Linked DNA regions of Sus scrofa: region 2 is linked to region 1. Evidence: chromatin contacts called from public promoter capture Hi-C data. All regions are on one chromosome and are shown on one strand. Each heading gives the region's core, a stretch centred on a gene start, on an enhancer-like site or on the middle of the called end of the contact. The rest is flanking DNA. Distances are from core to core; before and after follow the strand shown. Region 1 overlaps ARPC2 (actin related protein 2/3 complex subunit 2). Region 2 has its middle 4.9 kb from the start of ZFAND2B.

Evidence for each region. Promoter capture Hi-C pulls out the DNA fragments that hold promoters and counts their contacts.
Region 2: a promoter capture Hi-C map of liver shows a contact between it and region 1, with 3 times the contacts expected there. The contact joins two enhancer-like sites. A contact is called at or near these places in 1 of 5 promoter capture datasets (liver) and 1 of 2 datasets of contacts at active chromatin or transcription factors (alveolar macrophages).

Annotation. Positions count from the first base shown.
Region 1 is chr15:120,307,973-120,311,038 of Sscrofa11.1, forward strand. The region is part of intron 4 of ARPC2 (actin related protein 2/3 complex subunit 2); the gene reads left to right. Among named protein-coding and RNA genes, the nearest start is that of ARPC2, 12 kb to the left of the region's middle. Within about 2 kb of position 1,254, at least 40 of the 83 cell types and tissues checked have an H3K27ac peak or open chromatin away from gene starts, as enhancers often do. A contact at or near this core is called in alveolar macrophages and liver, where this site is marked.
Region 2 is chr15:121,236,679-121,239,784 of Sscrofa11.1, forward strand. No RefSeq gene overlaps it. Among named protein-coding and RNA genes, the nearest start is that of ZFAND2B, 4.9 kb to the right of the region's middle. Within about 2 kb of position 1,788, at least 9 of the 83 cell types and tissues checked have an H3K27ac peak or open chromatin away from gene starts, as enhancers often do. A contact at or near this core is called in alveolar macrophages and liver, where this site is marked.

The sequences.
Region 1 (3,066 bases), core at 4-2,503:
CTGAGATGGGTTCTGTTCTGTTTCTGTAATGTTATGAAGCAGATATATAAATTCTGGCCTGTTTAAAGTTTATAATCTTAATTTCTCATTCTGAAAATAGAGACACAAATCTGCCGTTTAAATTTTTCAATGTTCTTTAGAGCTGGCCTCTTTAAGTATCCCTTCTTCCCTACGACTACTTTAGGGGAAATAAGAAAGGGTGTCCATGCATTATGAAACTTTCGATGGCCATGCTTTATTCACTGGTTTCCTTCAATAGCTAAAGTAGCAGGTTTGGTTCCTGTTGAACTGTATTTGCTCTGGGGAGCGCCATTTATGGAAGAAAGAAAATGCTATTACACCAGTGTGTGCACGTTGTGGTTGGGACTCAAAGCAGGAAGTATGACTCAGTTCCTGAATCAGTTTTCAAATATCTTTTAGTTTTAACAAAGTATGTTCTCCTTAATCTGGTGAAGGAAGATATAGCCATTTCTTTTTTTCTTTCTGACTAAGAGAAGTAGCTTTTGACTTATTTAAAATTGAGGTAATGAAAAGGCTGTTCACAAAAGAATGTGATTAAAATCTCAATAAATTTTTGGTCTAAAAACTAAAATTGACTTTAACCAAACAGAATACCAAGAGCCATAGGCAATTATTTCCTTTAACTTCTTCGTATGTAATTGTTTTGTGCCATAAATTCAAGGGAAGAAGAATGGTTTAGAGAATTTGTATTCAGGCTTATATTACCTGAAAAGCTTGGGAAGGAAGACCTACTTTTTTAAGTAGTTGAAGGATTATTATATAAATGATACTGGGTCACTCTTCTCTTTACCAGATGAAGATCAAGAAGAAATAAGTGGCAGTTAAGGTGGTCCTGCTTTAGATTAACTGTAAGACAGCTACCCGGAAAGCACCGTTGAACATTTGAAGACACAACTAAAAAATTGTGTGATCATTCTCCCTAGACAGTCCTCTCCCTTTCAAGATCTAGGTGCAGTTCCTGTTGTGGCTTGGGGAGTTCCTTTTGTGGCTCAGCGGGTTATAAACCCAACTAGTATCCATGAGGACACGGGTTCAATCCCCACCCTCACTCATTGAGTTGAGGATCCAGAGTTGCCATAGGGTAACTTCTGTATGCCCCAGGTGGGGCCCTAAAAAAAAAAAAAAAAAAAAAAACTCCTTGGGAGGGAGAGAAAGTGTAAGGTAGTGCAGTCTGTGCTTTCCCTACAATGTAACTCCAGAGCACATTGCTATTCTTGTAGCTACTGCATGGGTCAAAGAACCAGCCCCACCCACTCAAGTGGGTGGAGTGTGTAACATTCATTCTCAGAGTGCACAGTACCTGGCTCCCTGGGTTGGTTAAACAGTGACTAGCCTTTGGTAATCACAGGAAGCTTGTTACTTTGTCACAAGCCCTTTTTCAAAGCAGAAAAGGGAAGGTCTTTCTGAAGTGGGAAGGTCTGATCTCCTGGTGTCAGGTTAGAAGAAGGGGGCACAAATTGAAAACCGGATGGTTAAAAGTGCAGATGAAGTAAACGGGGAAGCGTTGGCTGGTTTTGCCAAGAGGCAGAAGCAGAGGAGTTGTACGTGGTACGGTTTTGCCTCTAAGAACCTCTTGGATCTCAGAATATTAATCTAGTGATTTGGTATTAAACTAAATCTTAGGGGCTATGGTTTCTCCCACCTCTTTTTCTTTCCTCTAAGTGCACACAGTACGGAATTGTAGCTCAGAGGTAGCATGCTAGTTAAAATTCTCAATGGGGTATACATGTTACTTTTTTTCCCTGCCAAACTCTAGGAGAAGTGGTATATGGGGCACCTGAAGGCCAAATCTCTGTGCCACCAACTCTATGACCTTGAGCCTCTCCCTTCAGTTCCTCTTCTGTGAAAGAGATATCTTACATGGCCGTATGGTCACCACATAGGAAGTGGCATTACTTATCTGCTGCTTTATACAAACAAGTGTGATCATTGATTCATACTATGAGGTCCACCCTGTTATCCAAGTCTTAGAGATAGATGGAGAGTTTCTTCCAGCTGTAGGATAATGGTTAAATAAATATGTGGAATACTAAAGAATATTTCAGAATGAAGGGAAAGAACCTCACCATGTGGTAGTTTTTTCAATGTGGGACATGAGATAAATAGTGTAATCCAGGTTGTATGGTTTGTTTATGTTTTAAATACTTAGAGAATACATTTTGAAAATAAGATTTGAAGTTGTGGCACAGCAGAAACAAATCCAACTAGGAACCATGAGGTTGTGGGTTCGATCCCTGTCGTTGCTCAGTGTTAAGGATCTGGTGTTGTTGTGAGCTGTGTGTAGGTTGTAGGCATGACTCGGATCCCAAGTTCCAGTGGCTGTGCTGTAGGCTGGCAGCTGTAGCTCTGATTCGACCCCTAGCCTGAGAACCTCCGTATGCCAAAGGTGCAGCCCTAAAAAGCAAAAAAAAAAAAAAAAAAGATTAGAGGAAAAGCATTGACATTCACTCAGATCTGTTGGTATTGTCTGAGTCCCGACATGCAGGAATGCAGAAGGAAGTGGGCCCTGAGGTGACGGCAGTGAACAAGACAGGGCCCTGTTTCTCTGACAAACGGGATGCTATAAAACACACATACCACTTTTAAAATTAAAAGAAAACTTTGTGCTTTTGTTCACTTTTAATTTGGTAACTTGTCTTAGATTAAGCACCCCTTTTTTTTGGAATCCCAGAAAATGCAAGAGAATCATTAGTGCATTTGTGGTGACATTTGTGGATGCCTAGAGACCAAATCCTGTGGCCTGAGGGTTACTATCTTGGCCTGAGTCCTACCTTCCTATGGAATAGTGATGACACCTTCCCTTCCTAAGGATGAGTTTTTACTAAGAGTTAGTAATAAGCCCTGCCTGTGGTTTTGCCTCTTTTTTTTTTTGGCCATGCCTGAGACATGCAGAAGTTCCAGGGTCAGGAATCAAACCCATGCCACAGCAGTGACAAGGCTAAATCCTTAACCCACTGAGCCACCAGGCAGCTCCTGTGTTTGGCCTCTTAAACATAATAAAGACTATTAAATACTGAGAAGTTATTAAGTTCTAATGGCTTTAAT
Region 2 (3,106 bases), core at 538-3,037, 930 kb after region 1:
AACCTCACGGTTCCGAGTCGGATTCGTTAACTACTGCGCCACGACGGGAACTCCCTTTTTTATTTTTTCTTTTCAAACTGAAGGTCATGGCCCCTTAATGGAATGTTGAGATGGAGATCAATGTAGTGTATAAAAATCACCATTTTTGAAAAAATGAAATAGAATAGAATACCAAAATGTATCAAATATAATAAGGTCAAGTATCTGGTTGTGTGTGTGTGTGTGTGTGTGTGTCGCTATAAAATGTAGTTCCTATGTGGGTATTGGTTTAAAAGTTTGAAAAACATTGGAGTTCCTGTCGTGGCACAGTGCTTAACGAAACCGACTAGGAACCATGAGGTTGCGGGTTCGATCCCTGGCCTTGCTCAGTGGGTTAAGGATCCAGAGTTGCCGTGAGCTGTGGTGTAGGTCGCAGATGTGGCTTGGATCCGGTGTTGCTGTGGCCCTGGGGTAGGCCGGCGGCTACAGCTCCAATTCGACCCCTAGCCTGGGAACCTCCATATGCCGCAGGAGCAGCCCTGGAAAAAGGCAAAAAGGCAAAATAAATAAATAAATAAATAAAAAATAAAAGTTTGAAAAACATTAACTTATACAATTTAAGACTCACCCTAGGGGCTGCAAAGGGACCCATGCAATACACATCTGCTTGGAAAAGGCTGTTTAAAATCAGAGTTTTGGTGTTCCCGTCGTGGTGCAGTGGTTAACGAATCCGACTAGGAACCATGAGGTTGTGGGTTCAATCCCTGGCCTTGCTCAGTGGGTTAAGGATCCGGCGTTGCCATGAGCTGTGGTGTAGGTCGCAGACGCGGCTCGGATCCCGAGTTGCTGTGGCTCTGGCGTAGGCCGGTGGCTGCAGCTCTGATTCGACCCCTGGCCTAGGAATCTCCATATGCCGTGGGAGCGGCCCTAGAAAAGGCAAAAAGACAAAAATAAAAAAATAAAATAAAATCAGAGTTTTGTCCTCCAGGAGGGAGCTGGGGAATGGCTATTGGGTAGACCACCAACAGAGTGGGCTACAATCAGAGACAGACCTTGATCCTATTGTTCTCATCCTCAAACCCCTTGAGCTAAGAGAACTGCCGTATACAAGCTCGGCAGCTCTGTGCCTTCAAGAGAACCATCTACTTCATTACTTCAAGCTCAAATATCATAAGTCATCCTTTATTTCCCTTTGCAACACTAGCTGTGCCTCAAATTATCTGTTCTCCTTCACTGCCATAATAATTGAAATTTTATCTGGGCACATGGCCACCCAAATAAAGACCACATTTCCCAGCTTTGCTGGAGCTAGATATGATCATGTGACTAAGTGCTGGGCTGTACAATGTGCACAGAAGTGATATATGCAAATTCGGGGTCATACCCTTAAGTGGGTGTGGGTGTGGGTGGGGCAGCGGGGTGGGGCAGCGGCATGGGGAATGCTGTCTTTTCCTCCTTCCTCATTCTGATGCCTAGAACAAGGATGCGTTTGGCACCACACAGACCAAGCCACCCCCTTAGGGGTGGTGAAGCAATAAAACGGGAGGTGCCCAAGTCCCCAACAGGGACTGTCGTACAAGGCCTGGATTATTACATAAGCAAGAACTTAAACTTCTTTCTTGTTTATGCCACTGTTTTTGAGGCCCTGTTATGGCAGCTTACCCTATATCCTGCCCAATACCCTCTCCTTAGACATTGTTACTAGAACATGGCACAAGTTTGAAGGGCCAAGGTACGTAGATGTTTAACGCATCTGATTTTAAGGTGTGTGGACTTTAAAACATACGCTCAGACAATGTTTGTCTTTATAGCTAAGCTCCAAAACCCAGCGGGCTGAGGATCAAATAAAAACAACTCCTGCCTGTGTCCTGTGCTGCTTAGACTAGATTAAACCATATGAAACCGCAGTTGTTATAAGTTAAAAAATAGTTAACTATTAGCAACGTCTTATGATTAAATCTAACAGAACTGATGTTGGGTTTCACAGATATGCAGACTTGGAACTCACAAATAGCAAGCTCTTCAACACTTTCTTTCTTCCTTTCTTCCTTTCTTTCTTTCCTTCCTTCCTTCCCTCCCTCCCTCCCACCTTTCTTTCTTTCTTTCTTTCTTTCTTTCTTTCTTTCTTTCTTTCTTTCTTTCTTTCTTTCTTTTTCTTTCTTTCTTTCTTTCTTTCTTTCTTTCTTTCTTTCTTTCTCTTTCTTTCTTTCTTTCTTAATTTCTTTCCTTCCTTCCCTTCTTCTTTCCTTCTTTCTTTCTTTTGTTCTTTCAAGGCCTCACCCATGGTATGTGGAGGTTCCCAGGCTAGGGGTCGAATCAGAGCTATAGCCACTGGTCTACACCACAGCCACAGCAAAGCTGGACCTTTAACCCACTCCACTGAGTAAGGCCAGGGATCTAACCTGCATTCTCATGGATGCTAGTCAGATTCCTTAGCCGCTCAGCCATGACAGGAACTCCAACACTTGTCCTTTCTAAAGCGCCCAGGCCAAGCTGAATCCCCATGGCTGAGGCCCCTTAGGTGTCCACCTGGCACAAGAGTCTCCTGCAAGTCAACTGCCTGATTTCAGGGTGTGACAAGAGAGTCTGACAAAGAATCTAATGGGGTGACTTATCACTATCTTAAAAGGGACAAAATGAAACTAATGAAATAATGGCAGTTAGCCGTCATTTTGTTGGGGGTTGTGGACTTTGGGAGGAGACAAAAAGTAATGATATGACTGAAACCCATGTGTGGAAACTATAAGATTCATCTTTTTGTGAGGCTGACTCTGTCTTGTTGGTCAGAGTATTACAAGTAACAATCCTTCCTATCCTCAGTCAGAGCACCAGTATGGTCGTATGGCTTATATGTTACAGGTCCAGTGGTTCTATGAACACTGATTCTTTTGGCCTCAATTCGCATTCCCAGGAAAGAATCTGATTGGCCAGACATATCAAATGCTCTTGGTGCCCTGTGCCACATCTGCTTGGCACATCCGGACTTCAGTTGTCAATGTGGACAGAAAATTCCTATGAGCCCTGATACCTTCCCCCCTCCAAGCCTAGCCAGCATCAGTATTTCTGCCTCAAGGCTTTTCCCAAAGCCTCCATAGCTCAGTCAGCTTGCACGCAGGTGCAGGTTGGC